Linked DNA regions of Capra hircus: region 1 is linked to region 2. Evidence: chromatin contacts called from public Hi-C data. All regions are on one chromosome and are shown on one strand. Each heading gives the region's core, a stretch centred on a gene start, on an enhancer-like site or on the middle of the called end of the contact. The rest is flanking DNA. Distances are from core to core; before and after follow the strand shown. Region 1 overlaps LOC108633883 (a long non-coding RNA gene). Region 2 overlaps HMOX2 (heme oxygenase 2).

Evidence for each region. A called contact is a pair of places that touch in the nucleus more often than the background predicts.
Region 1: a Hi-C map of blood shows a contact between it and region 2, with 2.4 times the contacts expected there. The contact joins two enhancer-like sites. A contact is called at or near these places in 2 of 5 Hi-C or Micro-C datasets (blood and liver).

The regions. Positions count from the first base shown.
Region 1 is chr25:3,605,651-3,609,908 of ARS1.2, forward strand. LOC108633883 (a long non-coding RNA gene) reads left to right here. Exons shown (of 4, transcript XR_001917244.1): 4 at 1,205-1,526. Among named protein-coding and RNA genes, the nearest start is that of C25H16orf96, 9.5 kb to the right of the region's middle. Within about 2 kb of position 2,486, at least 1 of the 5 cell types and tissues checked has an H3K27ac peak or open chromatin away from gene starts, as enhancers often do.
Region 2 is chr25:3,560,432-3,564,860 of ARS1.2, forward strand. All of the region lies in intron 1 of HMOX2 (heme oxygenase 2), which reads left to right. Among named protein-coding and RNA genes, the nearest start is that of HMOX2, 20 kb to the left of the region's middle. Within about 2 kb of position 1,275, at least 4 of the 5 cell types and tissues checked have an H3K27ac peak or open chromatin away from gene starts, as enhancers often do.

The sequences.
Region 1 (4,258 bases), core at 1,236-3,735, 46 kb after region 2:
TCCAGTTCTGTTGCTTCCTGACCTGTATATAGGTTTCTCAAGAGGCAGGTCAGGTGGTCTAGTATTCCCATCTCTTTAAGAATTTTTCACAGTTTATTGTGATCCACACAGTCAAAGGCTTTGGCATAGTCAATAAAGCAGAAATAGATGTTTTTCTGGAACTCTTGCTTTTTCCATGATCCAGCGGATGTTGGCAATTTGATCTCTGGTTCCTCTGCCTTTTCTAAAACCAGCTTGCACATCCAGAAGTTCACAGTTCACGTATTGCTGAAGCCTGGCTTGGAGAATTTTGAGCATTACTTTGCTAGCATGTGAGATGAGTGCAGTTGTGTGGTAGTTTGAGCATTCTTTAGCATTGCCTTTCTTTGGGATTGGAATGAAAACTGACCTTTTCCAGTCCTGTGGCCACTGCTGAGTTTTCCAAATTTGCTGGCATATTGAGTGCAGCACTTTCACAGCATCATCTTTCAGGATTTGAAAGAGCTCAACTGGAATTCCATCACCTCCACTAGCTTTGTTCGTAGTGATGCTTTCTAAGGCCCACTTGACTTCACATTCCAGGATATCTGGCTCTAGATGAGTGATCATACCATCGTGATTATCTTGGTCGTGAAGATCTTTTTTGTACAGTTCTTCCGTGTATTCTTGCCACCTCTTCTTAATATCTTCTACTTCTGTTAGGTCCATACCATTTCTGTCCTTTATCGAGCCCATCTTTGCACAAAATGTCCCCTTGGTATCTCTAATTTTCTTGAAGAGATCTCTCGTCTTTCCCATTCTGTTGTTTTCCTCTATTTGTTTGCATTGATCACTGAGGAAGACTTTCTTATCTCTCCTTGCTATTCTTTGGAACTCTGCATTCAGATGCTTATATCTTTCCTTTTCTCCTTTGCTTTTCGCTTCTCTTCTTTTCACAGCTATTTGTTAAGGCCTCTCCAGACAGCCATTTTGCTTTTTTGCATTTCTTTTCCATGGGGATGGTCTTGATCCCTGTCTCCTGTACAATGTCATGAACCTCAGACCATAGTTCATCAGGTACTCTTATCTATCAGATCTTGTCCCTTAAATCTATTTCTCACTTCCACTATATAATCATAAGTGTTTTGATTTAGGTCATACCTGAATGGTCTAGTGGTTTTCTCCACTTTTTTCAATTTCAGTCTGAATTTGGCAATAAGGTGTTCAAGTGTCTGTTTCTTTTCAGATACCAGTTCCTTTTCCAGTGTTTGGAGTCCGCCTGCCAATGCAGGGGACAAAGGTTTGATCCCTGGCCCAGCAAGATCCCACAGGCTGCAGAGCAGCTAAGCCATGCGCCACAGCTACTGAGCCCTTGCACCAGAACTAGAAAGTCTGTGCCGCTTGAAAGATCCCGCATGACACAACAAACAGCCTAAGTGCCCCAACTAAGACCCGCCGCAGCCAAATAAATAAATAAAATATATTGTAAAAGAAGGCATACAGATGGCTAACAACATGCACGTGAACAGATGCTCAGCATCCCTAATTGTTGTCGTTCAGTTGCCAAGTCCTGTCTGACTCTCTGTGACCCCGTGAACAGCAGCATGCCAGGCTTCCCTGTTCTTCACTATCTCCCTGAGTTTGCTCATTAGGGAAATAAAGTCAAAACCACAATGAGGTATTACCTCTCACGTATTAGAATGGCTGGGCTTCCCAGGTGGCTCTAGTGGTAAAGAACCCGCTTGCCAATGCAGGAGACACAGGAGATGCACTTTCGATCCCTAGGTTGGGAAGATGCCCTGGAGGGAGAGCATGGCAACCCACTCCAGTATTCCTGCCTGGAGAATCCCATGGACAGAGGAGCCTGGCAGGCTGCAGTCCATGGGGTCGCAAAGAGTCGGGGATGACTGAAGCGACTCAGCAGCAGCAGCAGCATTAGAATGGTTATAATCAGAAAAGCAGCAAATAGCACGTTGTGGTGTGGATGTAGAGCAATCGGAACCTTTGTGTATTGCTGCTGGGGATGTCGGTGTACCACAGTATGGCAGTCCCTCAAAAAACTAAGCGTGCAATTACTGTATGATTCAGCACCTCCATTTTTGGGTATGTACCCAAGAGAATTGAAAGCAGAAACTTAAACAGGCATTGCAAATACGCCTATGGTCACAGCAGCATTATTCACTATAACCAAAATATGGAAACAGCCCAAGTGTCTGTTGTCCATCAGGGGATGGGTGGATAAGCAATGTGTGGCTTACGTATACAGTGGAATATTATTCAGCCTTAAGAAGGAAGGAGGGTGTTGCCTGGTGGCTCCGCGGTAAAGAATCCACTGCCAATGCAGGAGATACAGGTTCGATCCCTGATCCAAGAAGACCCCAAATGCCACAGAGCAGCTCAGCCTGTGCACCACAACTACTGAGCCCGTGCTCTAGAGCCCTTGAGACACACCTTCTGGGCCCACATGCATCAGCTGCTGAAGGCTGCGGGACCTGGAGCGTGCGCTCCACAGCAAGAGAAGCCACCCCAATGAGACGCCCGCGTCCCACGGCGACAGAGAGCAGCCCCTGCTCGCTGCAGCTAGAGCAGAGCTTGTGAAGCACTGCAGACCCAGCACAGCCAGAAATTAACTGATTCGTTAATTTTTAAAAAATAAGGAAGGAAATTCTGACACATGCTACCGTCTGGATAAACCTTGAGGACTTCATTATGCTTAGTGAAATAAGCCAGCGACAAAAGAAGAAATACTGTATGAAGTACCTCGATCCTCAGACTGACAGATACAGAAAGTAAAAGGATAGTTGCCAGGGCCTGGAGAAGAAAGGATGAGGAGTCACTTGATTGTTTACTGGGGACAGAGTTACATTTGGGAGGACGAGAAAAGTTCTAGAAACGGATGATGGTAATGATGGTCACACGACAGTGTGAAGTTACTTAATGCCACTGAAAGTGAAAGTCATTCAGTCATGTCGGACTCTCTGCAACCCCCATGAACGATGTAGTCCATGGAATTCTCCAGGCAAGAATACTGGAGTGCGTAGCCGTTCCCTTCTCCAGGGGATCTTCCCAACCCAGGGATTGAACCCAAGTCTCCCACATTGCAGGGAGATTCTTTACCAGCTGAGTCACCAGGGAACTGTGTACTTAAAATGCTAAGTTTAATGTTATGTGTATTTTATCACAATTGAAAAAAAAAGGAAAAAATTAATGTGCTGTAATCAGAGAACAGAGAGAGCTGCTACGTGTGGAGGCCAAAGAGGTAAGGGTGGGGGAGAATTCCCTGGTGGTTTAGTGATTAGGACTAACCACGCTTCTACTGCAGGGGGCACAGGTTCAGTCCTTGGTGGGGAAACTAAGATCCTTCATGCCACGTGGTGTGGCAAAAAAGGAAAGAACCTTGAATCCAGCCTTGAACCCTGTGGACCAGTGGTCCCCAACCTTTTTAGCACCAGGGACCAGTTTCATGGAAGACAGTTTTTCCATGGACGGGTTAGTAGGTCAGGGATGGTTTCGGGCTGATTCAAGCACATTACATTTATTTTACACTTTATTTATGTCATTATTACTTCAGCTCCACCTCAGATCACCAGGCATGAGATCCTGGAGGTCAAGGGGACCATGTCAAGTCCTTTGGTCTTTGTCCGAAGCGCAGGACCGCAGGGCTGGCCACAGACAAGGAGGGAAGTGGATGGAACTGGGAGATATTTAGGAAGGAAAATCAGTAGGGCTTGATGAAGTGTGTGAGCTGGATGGCTGGCGGGGTGCAAGGAGGGGATTGCATCTGGAAGGCCTCTGGGCTCCTCCCTGACGTCCCAGGAAACCTCTGTCTGAGGTCCTGTTAAGAGAGCTGGACTGTGCCTTGTCCAAGACCCAATGTGCAAATGCACACTCATGGTTTACCTCCCCCAAGAAGATACGTGGACCCTGCAGCCCCTGGTCCCCACTGGACATGCTCTCCTGCATCAGGGGCATCGTGAGACCCAGCAAATGCAGGCTCAGATCGGCTGTGGCCTCCCCTGGACACCTAGCTGCCCCTCACCACCAGGTTTCACTTGTAGTTTCCTTATGTTCAGCCAGCCTCACAAATGAGCACTTCAGACCAGTTGGAGGTTCTTAGTTGCAGGCAATAGAAACTGACTCATGTTATGTAAGCAGAAAAAGGTTTGATTGGAAGTCATGGTCACTTATGAACCCATGTTCCTGGCTGGGAACCCAGCTCGAATGAGAACCAGGAAGCTGGGCCTGGCCAAGATGCCACCCTAGACAGCCTGGCGAGGAAGTTCAGCTTGCCATTACCTGG
Region 2 (4,429 bases), core at 25-2,524:
TAGTTCAGCCAGAAGAGTGGAAAACACGCACGCGCACACACACCCCCCACATCCATGGGCTGTGGGAAGAAAGCTGCACCAGTGACTAGAGGCAGGCCTAAGACAGAAGGAGCCAAAGGCCTCCTTACCTGCGGTGCTGGCTACGAAAAGCAGCCAGAGCCCCTGAAGGGCCTGCCCTCACAGGCCTGCAGGCGAGGAGCAGCAGCCTTGCTGGGCAGAGGGGTGTGGATGTGGACTGGGCCTGGTGGAGAGGTCAGGAGCCAGTGCCCAGCCCTGATACGGGGAGAGCAGCCGGGGGCAGGGATTCCGGGGCAGACCCTGGGAGGGGAGCAGTGAACTCTGGGGGAGCCACAGGAAAAAACACAGCACTGGCCACTCAATGAGGGTGCCAGCCCCGTTGGGGCCTGTGAGTGAGAATGGCCTTGGCCAGCTCAGAGGCGCGGGAATTACAAACAAGTCTGTAGTTAGAAAAAAACGGACCACCAGAGAGAGGGGTGGAGGTGGGGAGAAGGAGAGGAGGAAGGGATGGAGTCATAGCTGAAGAAAAGTAAAACTAGATTTCATACCATTTAACTCAGAGGTGTAGTACCCAATTAAAATTTTTATTGTTTGGTATTTTAGAACTTAATCCATAACTTATTGTCACTATCTCACCACCCTCTTCGTTTAGCTAGCCTGATCAGTAGGCATTTCATTTATGCAACAGCATCCATTACAGCTCATCTGGAGGCCCCCAGGGCACTGGGCTGTACGTGATTTGGAACATGGTGTTGGATTCTGAGCAGCTCAGTCTGAGGGAGTCTTGCTCTGTCTTGTAGGATATGCTTCCAGCTTAACAGGGAAAAGAGGACAATGGCCCTTGTGGCTGTGATGCTAGTTCTAGACTGGAGTGGACCCTGAGCTTCACACAGCCCTCTCGAGGCAGGCAGGGCCTGCCGTGTCCAGTGGAGGCCTTTGTGCAGGGAGGGAGCAGCCCCTCACCTTCCCTCTGGCACCGTCTTCTCTGTGCACAGGAGACCAGCACCCCCTCAGGTCATGGGCCTCCATCCTGCGCGCTGTGGCAGTTGGTGTCCATGGATTCCAGTAGGCGGGAGAGCTATGCTGTTTCCAGCCGCCTCACTTCCCCCTCCTCCCTCTCTCGTGCTGGCCAATTCCGCAGCCTGCCCCTTTCCCCAGTTGTGGTTTCCCAGGACAAAGAAAAAGAATGGGCATGAAGAAAAGAATTGTGACAGCTGAAGTCCCCATTGTGCCTTTGAGGGAGGGATTGGGGATCACATTTCTGTCTGGCAGTCAGGCTGACTGACCTGAGGTTTGCTGACGTGAGTTTGTAGAGGAGGACTTAACATCTTTGAACTTGTCTGTTCTTTAAAACGCCCTAGAGCCTTGAGTCTGTCATTCACCACAGCAGAGGCTTTGAAATGAGTGTTCTGGATCTGCTGGGCCAGGCGCACCAGAGAGCACTGGTAATCAGGACAGTGTTGCCGTTTCTCTCAGAGCAGGTGTGGGAGTGAAAACCAGTCATGATCAGTGAACGGCTAGGAGTACAGGAGTTACGAGGCCGTGAAAGCAGATTTTATAAACAGAGGGTCACGGTGTTGTCGGGAAGTAGAAGAAGAGGGCCTGACCTCTATAGATAGACGTTTCTGGAATTAGTAGGAGCACAGTGAAGGGCCGGGGGACTGCTGGTGACTGGCTGGGGCAGCACAGAGACTTACGGCTCGCCCAGTCCTGTTCCTGTTTGTCTCTGTGTCCCCCTCCCCCTTGTCCCCTGCCTCTCCCCCTTTGAAAAGAATTGAGCCACTTTGCATAGAAGGAGCCAATCGGCTAAAATGTCCAACAAACAACAAATATTTATAGTTTTCCAAAGTCCCTTCCCACCATCACTGGTATATGCAGTTATCCATAGTCCTAGTCAGTGTTTGGGGTCTTTTTTTTGTTTAGATTTTTTTTGTTTTGATGTGGACCATTTTTAGTCTTTATTGAATTTGTTAACAATTACTTCTGTTGTATGTTTTGGTTTTTGCCTGGGAAGTATGTGGGATCTTAGCTTCCCGATTAGGGATTGAGCCCACACCTCTTGCATTGGAAAGCGAAGTCTCAGCCCCTTATTTTAAACAAAGAAGTTGATGCAGACATTTTCATGCCTGGGTACTGCCCATCAACTTGTTGCCTCGGTGCCAGGATTCCATTGTTTGCTGCTGTTTAAGTAGCCCTGCCCTGTATTGTTAGGCTGAGTGACTTTTTTCAAATGTTATAGTATAGCTATTTATCATTTTGGTACAGATTACTTATTGTTAATACTTCTTGAAGTATATTTCCCACAGTGGACTATTCTGGGATCTTTTTGTTTTTGTCGGGTGCAGGGTGGGGCAGCTTCTTACGGATTACAAGAGATTGCAGTCTAGAAAGGTTCCGTGTTCATGATTTGGCCTTTGATTTTCTAGGATTATAGTGGTTCCTGCAAAGAGAAAGGATTGGAGTGTAGAAGTCAGTCTGACCAAGTTTGACCATGTAGCTTTTCAGAGAATGAAGTGAATTCTGTTTCTGACATACAAGGTGGCTCCTGAATGCCGCCACCCGGCCCCTGCCCCACCCAACCCCCCAGCCACTACCGTGAGGAATAGTGGCCAGGCCTCCAGGCGGCCCTCTTTCTGAAACTCAGCCCGTGTGGGGTGGATATGCTAAGTGAGCCTTCCTGAGAATGTTTTCCTTCCTGCCATATGGCACTTTCAGCCTGCATTGTGTGCGTGCTTGCTTGCTAAGTTGCTTTAGTCATGTCTGACTCTTTGCCACACCATGGACTGTAGCCCTCCAGGCTCCTTTGTCCATGGGGTTCTCCAGGCAAGAATACTGGAAGTGGGTTGCCCTCCCCTTCTCTGCGGACCTTCCTGACCCAGGGATCGAACCCACATCTCCTGTGGCTCCTGCATTGCAGGTGGGCTCTTTACCACTGAGCCAGCAGGGAAGTCCTCAGCCTGCGTTGGGGACTCAGTATAATTGCTGCTAGAATGGGATAAACTGGTATCTACCCTTCCTTCAAAGCAAAAATTTTTAACCCTGTTCTGAGTTTAGAACCTGTTGAGGTGGTGGACCGCAGAGTGTGCCTTGCTGTCTACTGGCGCCTGCTGTTGGTGGTACGCTTTACAGCATTTCCCGTGTGCCTTCTTTCCTTTGATTTGTTTTCAGCGAGTGTTTATGGAGAGCCTGTTATTCCCCAGGCCCTGGAGCTATAGCAGTGAAGCCGACAGCTGCGGCCCTGTCCCAGGGGCTAGAGTCTGGCTTCCTGGGAGTGGGGAGGCGGGAGTTCGGGGCTGTTGGGCAGGACCAGTGGAAGAGGGTGGGTGGAGGGTGTACCTGAGGAGGTACTGGCACAGATAAAGTGCTGCTGTGGGAAAAAATGCCGAGGTAGGCACTGGCGGAAGCCAGCTTTCTCTTCCTCTGTTTTGAAGAGAAGCAGAAGCCTTGTTGCTCGAGTGACTACACCTTCCAGAGTGCAGTGTCATCAAGTAGGCCAGTTAATGGTCAGATTGAGTCACACACACCATCCCTGTGTGCACCATGGTGATCAGGTGCAGGAAGTTTACCTAAGTTACCACAATTGGTAACCTAGGCAACCGGATGACAGTTGTTCTGTCTTTGCCCAATACTAGTTCTTCCTGTAAGCAGCCTGGGGCTGCAGGCCTCCGGTGCCTGGGGTGTCCTCAGCATAGCCACATACCTGCCTAGAGCCTCTGGGGCTTTATTGCAGCCTTCTCTCCTCTGGGAAGCCCAGAACTTTCTTCACAGCACTCACTCCTCTCTGCAGTCTGATTGCTGAGCAGTTAGAGAAAAACTGTGGCTCCTAGGGTCCCTAAGGGAGTGGAGCGCAGATGTTCTTTCTTAAAAGTCTGGGGAATTCCCTAGCAGTCCAGTGGTTAGGACTCTGAGCTTTCACCTAGGGCCTGGGTTTGATCTCTGACCAGTTAGAGCTAAGATCCCACAAGCTTCGAGGTGTGGGCAAAAAATCAGGTCAGTATGAATGACCTGGGAGAAGCTATGTGGAGCTTGCTTCAGGGTTGGCAAAGTCTACCTTGACCCCTAGGAAAGAGGACACATAGGAGGCGGCCTTTCACCATTTCTGTGGCTGTCCCGTTTCTAGCGCTGTTCATGATGTTCCGCCATCTAGAGGCACTTCCTCTCCCCAACCCCCGCTCCTGTCTGTCGTTGACAGTCTGCACCACACTGTTCACCAGCACTTTTATAGAGGAGAATATATCTGATTTGTCAGGAGAAGGTCCCATTTTCTATATTCTGCTATTTCTGTTCCCTCTTTTTTCCAGCTTTAGTGAAGTATCATTGACAATAAAATTGTAATATATTCAAAATTAAAAAATTTTAATTGCTTTAAAAAAAGCGTATGCATCACCTCACATATTTACCCTTTTAAAGA